2 separate regions of the Arachis hypogaea genome follow, and region 1 is linked to region 2. The links are chromatin contacts, called in public Hi-C maps. All regions are on one chromosome and are shown on one strand. The core of a region is the stretch at or near the end of the contact, and the rest is flanking DNA. Distances in the headings are between cores, read along the strand shown.

Region 1 (4,772 bases), core at 407-2,906, 94 kb before region 2:
TTATACTCGTAGATATCATGTAATAATTCTTAATTTCCTGATTTTATACGCTTATGTAGGAGTAACATCAATTGACATGACTGGTATCGAAGGATTGCTAGAGACTTATAGAGTATTGGAAAAGAATGGAATTCAGGTACAATATAGAATTAAACTTCTTGGACTATATATCTATATAGCTAGATCCTTCAACTTGATTTATTAAAAAATAAAAAACATATTATATATATCTATATATAATGTTTTTACTTTTATTTATTTTCTTTTTGTAGATGTTAATAGTGAACCCAAGACTTGAGGTTATGGAGAAGCTGGTGGCATCCAATTTTGTAGACAAGGTTGGGAAGGATTCATTCTATCTGAATTTGGATGATGCAGTGAATGCAACTCAATATTCACTTCGTTCACTCAAGACCAATAACAATAATATTAATGAAGACACAACTCATCAACAATTACCCGATCATCATGCCTAATAAAAGTTATTAATTAAGTAGGAGGTTAGAGCATAGAAAATAAAATAATGATGTGTTTTAATTCGTTTAAAGTAGTTGAGATCAAACTTCGTGTATGTTCATCGCTTGTACAATTAAAAATTTTTAGAGAAAAACAACCTAGTTGATAACTAGAGTAGTCTAGATTGTCAAATGGTGTATCAATATTGTGGGTCAAGAAATGTGAAATATCCACCTTTAATTTATTCATACATTGTCACATAATTTTGTTAGCAATGTTTTTTTCTCTCTCTAACCTATTCTACAAGTCAAAAATCAACTTGTTTTGGATCTGAAATTACTATATGCATAAAGTATAATTCGAATATGATAGTTTTTTAGTTAGACGAGTGAATTGATACCAATCAAAATCAGCAAATTACTAAATTTCAAATTCAAATTTTCAGGCGTTGAAGCTTTTTTTTTTTTCCTGGTAGTTGATGCATTAAAATTCTGGGCATTAAAGATCGTTATAGTGGTTTTAGACTTTTTGTTGAAATCACAATTTGTTTCAATTTTTTTTCAGAATTTGTTTCTACTTTATTGAAGGATAAATATTTATTCTCTTATTAGGCCTAACAAAAGGCCCATAATATGTTCAACGGCTTAGTCCAAACAAGATCCCCATAGAGTCAATTAATCGATCCTTACCTTTCAGCTTTGAGCCCACAAGGCCTATAGCAGGAAAACATGAAGCCCACTACTGTAGTTTCAGTATCATTTTCTTGAAAACAAAAATTCCATACCAAAATCCTAATATGAGTTTTTTTTTTTAATTGATTTGGTTTATTTGAAATTTATAAATTATGAGTTTTCGTTTTTGTTGTCAACGATATTTCAGTTTGGTAGGTCAATTACTAATTTGTTGCAAATCAAAATCTTATTTAAGGGTTTGTTGCTGGCCAACGGATTATTGCATGCACAAAGACAGATTCAATCCTTGACACTTATTTAAGCGAACTAGTGAGCTAACCATTATACCAATCCAAATTGGTTATAAATTTTTTTTTTTGTCATACATCCTAACACACACATACCCTTCTCTCTCCATGGTTCCATATAACCACTTTCTAATTATAACTATGATTTAAACTCTGATGCACTATCTAGCAAGGCATATACAAATGTCGCTAGATTACATCCTTTTTTTTTTTGGTAATACTAGATTACATTCTTAAAAGCAGATACTATATAAAGTGGTAAATAGACTGGGAGCAGTATAATTGGGCTTAGCCCAATTAATAGAAATAAAGTTTGATAATTGAATTGGTCGAATAGTCAATTTACTCGTCCACTTAAATAAATGTCAAGAGTTGAATTCTGTCTTGTACATATAGTAACTCAATAACTAGTGACAAATCTTTAAATAGAATTTAAATCTGCAACAGATTAGTTTTTGAATACCGTAGATAACCATTAATGTCCAAAAAAAAGAATAGAACTTATAATAAGATGTTGAATTTTAATAAATACTCTTTGTTCTCGGTGGTTTCTCTCTAATTTTCTCCTTGATCAACCATGCTTCTTCCTTATCACACACTCATGTTATAATATTCATCCTCATTCTCTTTTATTCATATATCAACACAATCACATTTGATGGTTATCAGTGGCTAAGAGAAGGGGGTTGAATCTTAGCCCCTTTTTGCTTGATAATACTTGCTGACTCTTGAAACCAACTTTGGAAACCTTTTGTCTTTTTATCTCGTCACTAGCCACGAGACTTTTTTTTTTGTCTCGTCCCTAGCCACGAGACTTTTCTTTTTGTCTCGTCACTTTACACGAGATATTTTTTGTTTTTACTCCTGTGCAGTAAAAACAGAAATGGAGTAGAGAAGAGAGAAAATTACACCCAAATATATCCTGGTTCAGCTGCTAAGTGCAGTGCAGCTTACATCCAGTCTCCATCACAAACATGATGAAATTTCACTATAATCTTCCTGATTACAATCTGTAAAGTGCTAACCCAACTTACAAGGGGATTCCCACAAAATCATGAAACACAACATAGATGAACAAAAGAACTCTAAGGACATCTATGGCTTTTTATTTTAATTTTGCACTCTCTGCCTTTTTTCGCTCTATGGCTTTTTCATACAAACCTCACTGTTTGCCTTTTTCCATGAGACTCAAGACATGACAAAATTAAACAGAAAAATACAAAACAGAATATATTGAAGGAGAAGAAAATCTGTAAGCTTAGGTAGCTCTGAGAATCATGTGCCTTGCACTCTCACTGCTTACTTCTAACTCCTTGCTCCAAACAGTGGCTGTTCTCTCTTTTTATAGAAGAGGGAAGCCTCCACTTTTGAAGCCAAAAATCAAGCCAACTTCTTCTCCAAGAAACAGATCCGGTTCGGCCACACAGAGAGAGAAGAGATAACCATGCAAAACCCAACATGCAATTACCTTTAGTCCTTCCTTGGTCATCACCCTTCATCAATCCGAGCGCTCCATCCTTGGCTTGCTCTCCAAGATGAATTTCTGGCCCTTGATGCTTCATGATGATGATGGCTTCATCTGCTTCAATCTCTGCCTCTTCCATCACTTCGCCACTCTAGCTACTTCCTGTGGTGGTTGAGCAGAATCAAAGACAAGCCATGCCTCCAAGAATCTCTACCTTGCTGGCCGAATCTTCTTCTTTCTTTTTTGAGTATGAAGAGCTCGAGATTATCTCACCAAATCTTACTATTTTGGGTGAATATCTCAGCCACAGCATACTTTTATTTTGTTATGTTTTCTTGCCATCATTGAGATGGTCTTGAGACGTGCTCCATCTTCTTTTCGGTGAGTAGGTGTAGCTTCCATGGCTTCTTGGATAATGACCGAAAGAGAAGAAGGAAAGATGAGAGAGAAGACACAAATGAATGAGAAGTAATTAAATGAAGTTAAACACTTGAGTGGAAAAAGTTGCTTTTACTTCCCTTGCTTGAGTGGCGTGCTGCAACAATAAATCAATCATGTCACTCATTTTCTTTCTCTCATTTATGTTTCCAATGCTATCAAGATGAAATTTGAAATCCATCCTTAATGAAAGTTGGAATCCGTTGGAGAGCATAAGGCAAATGATAACATTTGCTTTCATGATGGATTTTGGATCAAACATTGGATCACTTAACATAGATATTGGGCTTGTAATAATAAAATCAATTTGGCCCATTATAACAACTAGCTTCAGCCACAAATTAATTTGGACATTCAAAGCTAAGTTAATAATAAAACACTTGGGCTTGTTAATTTTCTTTTGTTTCGACCCAAAATAAATTCAGCCATACTCATCATGTATTCTTGCATTAAATCAAGACTGAGTATAATTGGGCTTGCACCAAAATTTTATTTTCGGCCCAATTAAAATCTGCATCACAAAATTATTAATTAACATATGTTAAATGAAAATCAAATTAATAATATTGTGATTAAATATTTCAATAATGTTTATTCATCATCAAAATTAACTTGGAATTTTCCAAACTCATCAACATTTATCAATATACACACAAAAATCACAATTCCAATGCTTAACACAGGGGATTAAGATCTATGTTTTTTCAATGGTGTTTTCGTTGAACACCATGACTAGTCTTCATTTACATTTATCAAATCTATAATCATAATTAAACCTATATTCATATTTACCACAGTAAAATCCTTAATTTTTATCCTTTCACACTCAATCGTGCTTGTTACACTTTCTATGTTGGGGAAGTAGTATTAGGTGAGGGATCATGAATGATCCTTGCATTTGATATTGGAGGGTTGTCATTATTTGGATCATGAAAGATCCACTTATTATAGCATGGATATATATTAGAAAGATTAGGCATATAAAAATGAAAAGTAGTAGTAAGATTATTTGGGGTTAGAACAACGAATTTTAAATCTTTATAGTAATACAAATGAGGAGCTCACATGCTGACGCGGCACTCATACGTTGAATCTGAAAGTTTATTTGCTTACGTGTCGTCACTAAAAATTTTTAGAATTATATTTATAAATTATAAATTATTATTTGCTTAGTTTGTTATTTTCAAATTTTAAATTGTTTGTTTAGATTATTTTACTTAAATTGTTATTTTTTAAATTTTAGATTATTTTATTTAGGTTGTTATTTTTTAAATTTTAACACTATTCTATAAAATTTTGTTTTTTTTTAAATTGCAGCTACATACGTCCTTTTACATATATTTACGTTGATTTAGAATTTTAAAAATTATTAATATATTTATTTACTATATCTGGGTTGTTTTACTTGGGTGGTTATTTTTTAAAATTTCAAAT
Region 2 (4,550 bases), core at 1,726-4,225:
AGTTAACATATAGATTAAACCAAACATGATCGGAATGATGCCTTCAGAACTTTCAAAAGTTAGAATCTCTTGGGAATTCGGCATTTTGTACCAAAAATTATTAGCAAGTCGATACATCCCATTGCCTCTCCAAAAATCAAAATTAAAAGAAAAAAAGAGTAATGATATACCCTTCTAATCGCCTTCCTAAATATCCTCCCAATTCCTAAATAAGGTTTAAAAAGAAAAAAAACCAATATGCCAAAATTAAAAAAAAAGCAACCACATTTGTTTAATCATGGTTACATGAACTATTCATTGGGTAAAATAGTTAAATACTTGTTAAATTAAACCTTGATAGATAAATGTCAGATACTTACCTAGCAGGAGTCATAACAGGAATTTGCTCAAGATTGGATACTCTTCTAAAAACCAAAAGTATAAGAAATAGAGAATTATACAAGATGATTCAAAAAAAGAATTTTATATTGCACTGAAACTTAGAGAGAAAGAAAAGATAAACATGAACTCACTGTCCCATGGACAAAGTAGGAGGTTGCACTGTAGAGGATGGCACTGAAGTGGCAGTCAAAGATCTTGCAGGTTGAGCTATTGTCTAAACAATTATGTCATAGGAGATTGAAAATAACACAATTAAATAAATAATAGCGTAATTATAATGATATACTAAATAAGAGAGGAATCAAACTATGGAATGTTATTATGTAGTTGAGATTTTCAACAAAAAGATGCCTAAATATCCAATCTTTGTTGGATTAAACAGATTATTATTAACATATACACTTCAGAGACAAGACATGCATTGAGGGGAGTACATGAAACAAAAGAGAAATGTAGACCTTGTATTCACCTGGTTTGAGAAAGTAGATGAAGCAACTAAGGCTCCCTATAGCTAGCCCACTTAAGAATCTAAAGAGTAGTGTATAATAGAAAATAATAAGTTAATAAGAAAATACCATCCATGAGATTAATAGGATAAAATATGCTACTTTTCTGTTCATATATTTGATATCTGACCAATATTCTTGCAATATAAAAGTGGATTCTACTAACTCTATTCAACCACACAGTGAAGTAAATTCTTTATCGCCAAATAGAAAAGGTAAAAATGGATACCAAGATCAGATACTCACCTAGCAGGAGTCATAACAGGAATTTGCTCAGGATTGGATACTCCTCTGAAAACCAAAAGTACAAGAAATAAAGAATTATACAAGATAATTCAAAAAAAGGATTTTACATTGCACTGAAACTTGGAAAGAAAAGAAAGATAAACATGAACTCACTGTCCCATGGACAAAGTAGGAGGTTGCAATGTAGAGGATGGCACTGGAATGGCAGTCAAAGAACTTGCAGGTTAGGTTACTGCCTAAACAATTATGTCACAGGAGATTGAAAATAACACAATTAAATAAATAATAGTGTAATTATAATGATATACTAAATAAGAGAGGAATCAAACTATGAAATGTTATTATATAGTTGAGATTTTCAACAAAAAGATGCCTAAATATCCAATCTTTGTTGGATTAAACAGATTATTATTAACATATACACTTCAGAGACAAGACATGCATTGAGGGAAGTACATGAAACAAAAGATAAATGTAGACCTTGTACTCACCTAGTTTGAGAACTGAGGCTCCCTAGCCCACTTAAGAATCTAAAGAGTAGTGTATAATAGAAAATAATAAGTCAATAAAAAAATGCCATCCATGAGATTAACAGGATAAAACATGCTACTTTTCTATTCATATATTTGATATCTGACCAATATTCTTGCAATATAGAAGTGGATTCTACTAACTCTATTCAACCACACAGTGAAGTAAATTCTTTATCACCAAATAGAAAAAGTAAAAATGGATACCAAGATCAGATTGCATAGTAACAGAATTTTTCATGAGACTCAAGCTGAAGAAATTATGCAAAAAGACAGAGTTGAAGAAAGGCTGAGAATATTATCAGTCACTAAATTGGGAAAAAATTTCATCAAATTAGGGTTCGAATAAAAAAAGCAAACAAATTGAAAACAAGCAAAATTAAAATAAATTGGTGCAAAGATATTCGAGCAACAAGTAAAATAATTAAATTGAAACAAATGTACGAAGACAAAAGATGAAATTGGAACAACAGAAAAAAGGAGAAAAAGCAAACCAGGACGGTTGGGAAACCACACGACGACACCAGGACGTTCACAGCGGAAGAACGAACAACAGACGTGTCTCTCCATCTTTCTTTCGCGCGCGGGAGCTATGCGGGAGCTTGAGCAGATCCGTGACGAGGAAGGATGTAGTGGCTGCAGCTGATGAACGAAAGGTATACGGCGGCAAAGATCTTGAAACTGATGATTGGCGCCTTTGTGCCCCTTTTAGTTTGCCTGAAAACGAAGATTAATGGCTCTTACTTCACCCAATTTCGACTATGAAATAAATCTCAAATATGTTATCTGCGACAGTTGATACACAGAACCGCCCTTATTTTGAGCAGTCCTTGACGGAAACAAATAAGGCATCAAGAACCGCAGCTACTCAATGAACTTGTGGCCGTTCCCAAGAAACGCTGGTAATTTTTCACTACAATTGCCCGTTTCTCTTGTAGTGCTTGAGGTGTAAAGATTCAAGTTAAACCTTGAATCTTGAATTTAACAAGAAGAAGAAATTGTAGTATGCGCAATAGATTAGCAAAATTAGGGTAGAACCATGTAAAGAAGAGTTTCTTGAAGAGGAAGTAATTCTCATATTTCAGGGTTATAATTATTATCATTGACACGATATAGATTATTAACACATGCTTATATACACATCTCAATCTATCCTTGTTGACTGATTCAACTTTCTAATAGCTCAACATCATCACTTAACTAGCTATATAATAACAAATCATATAACTAACTAATTAACTGCTATGACCTTTATTTCCACTCTCAAACTTAGAAGGGAATTTTGATCCATACTTTTTTTGTGTCTAAACTTGATGAATAGTGTTAAAGATAATGCTTTTGTTACCAGATCAGCTACTTGATCAGTAGTGCAACAACGTATAATTATTTGGCATTCACCATGTCTCTTAAGAAAGATGGTGAAATTCCAAGCTTAAAAAATAATTGAGCTTACCAAGATTTTTTTCAAAAAAAATATTTTGTTTAATTCACCAATTAAAATTTCTATTTTTGATGAATTATTCCATGCATGTCACCCCAATATCATTAATATAAAAAAAAAGTAGAGATTGAGTTATGTCTAATCAATAGAGAGACATCAGATTTTTTGCTATAGAATCAAAACGATTACAATGTTCTTATAAGCAGACCCCAGCTTTAAAAAAAAAAGTTAATAGTAATAAGTATTAAGTATGATTTAATTTTAAAAAAAAATATTTAGTATTTAATTTAGTATAAAGTAAAAGTTAAGTCCAATCTAAATATTAATCATTTTTAATATCTAAAAAATAAATAACAATATTAAAAAATTTTGAAAAATATATTATTACAAATATTTTTTAATTAAATAACATTTTTTAAATCTCATAAAGTAGATTTTTTTCTTCTTGTGATCGTCTTTCTTGATTCATTTGGTATTAATTCTCTCTGTTTCAACTGCTACAACAGAGAGATTTTTTTCAGCTATGAATATTGTGAAGAATAACTCAGAAACAAAATGAAAAATGAATTTTTTGCTAATTGTCTTCTAATTATATTGAAAAAAAATTGCTTAAAAATTTGACACAAATTCTATTATCGATGAATTTTATGATAAAAAGAATTAACTACTTCGTTAGTAAAAAGTACACACATATTTTTTGTACTTTAAAATATATTCTCTATCGATATATTTTTGTAATACATCTTACATTATATAATTTTTTTTATAATTTTTTAATATTATATATATATTATTGGCCCTTGTGATAATATTTCTGCATCCGTACCTACTTATAAGAGTTTAAAATAGGTTTTGGGAATTTGCTTTTGTCCATATGAAGCCTTCCTCAACCTACAAACCTGATTCATATTTCCATTATTATATCTTGGGGCCAACTCATAAGGACCTATTCTTCTAAATTTTCATTTAAAAAAGCGTTGTCCAAATCAAATTGCCTTAAAAATCCATCTAAGATAAATGGTTATAATGAAGACTATTCTAATAGTTGTTGGCCTTATAATAGGTGAAGGTATCAGACTTAAATTGAGAATAAAAAAAACTTTAGAATCAGAAAAAAAGATAACAAAAAAAAGTGTGAAAGAAGAGTAAATTTCATTATATAATTTGTTGCTTTACATTTATTACATCTCTCACTATTTATAGACATTGCTACACTCTTACTTTACGTGAAATCAGTTACACTAGCACATACTGACCGTTTAATCATTTCTAACAAACTCTGTTGAGTTAGCTTCCAGATCCTTTTTTTCTTTTGGGGCATGCATGTTTTGTATGGGTATAACTTCTACTTACTTTTTCGCACACTTTACTGTCATATCCATCTCAAAGTACTTCGATTTGGAATAAAGAATTGGGTTAGCAGCAAAAAGAACATCGCTCAAATTG

What was found. Hi-C and Micro-C count contacts between places; a contact is called where the count stands out from the background.
Region 1: a contact with region 2 is called in a Hi-C map of an unstated tissue, with 6 times the contacts expected there. The contact joins the enhancer-like site here to the promoter of LOC112751176 in region 2. A contact is called at or near these places in 4 of 8 Hi-C or Micro-C datasets (leaf and an unstated tissue).

The regions. Positions count from the first base shown.
Region 1 is chr15:147,236,250-147,241,021 of arahy.Tifrunner.gnm2.J5K5, reverse strand. LOC112751177 (probable sulfate transporter 3.5) reads left to right here. Exons shown (of 12, transcript XM_025800232.3): 11 at 60-136; 12 at 273-700. The coding sequence ends at 476. Among protein-coding and RNA genes, the nearest start is that of LOC112751177, 12 kb to the left of the region's middle. Within about 2 kb of position 1,656, at least 2 of the 3 cell types and tissues checked have open chromatin away from gene starts, as enhancers often do.
Region 2 is chr15:147,143,520-147,148,069 of arahy.Tifrunner.gnm2.J5K5, reverse strand. LOC112751176 reads right to left here and starts at 2,975. Exons shown (of 8, transcript XM_072217182.1): 1 at 2,158-2,975; 2 at 1,625-1,663; 3 at 1,287-1,329; 4 at 1,134-1,178; 5 at 840-909; 6 at 513-595; 7 at 360-404. The coding sequence starts at 1,294.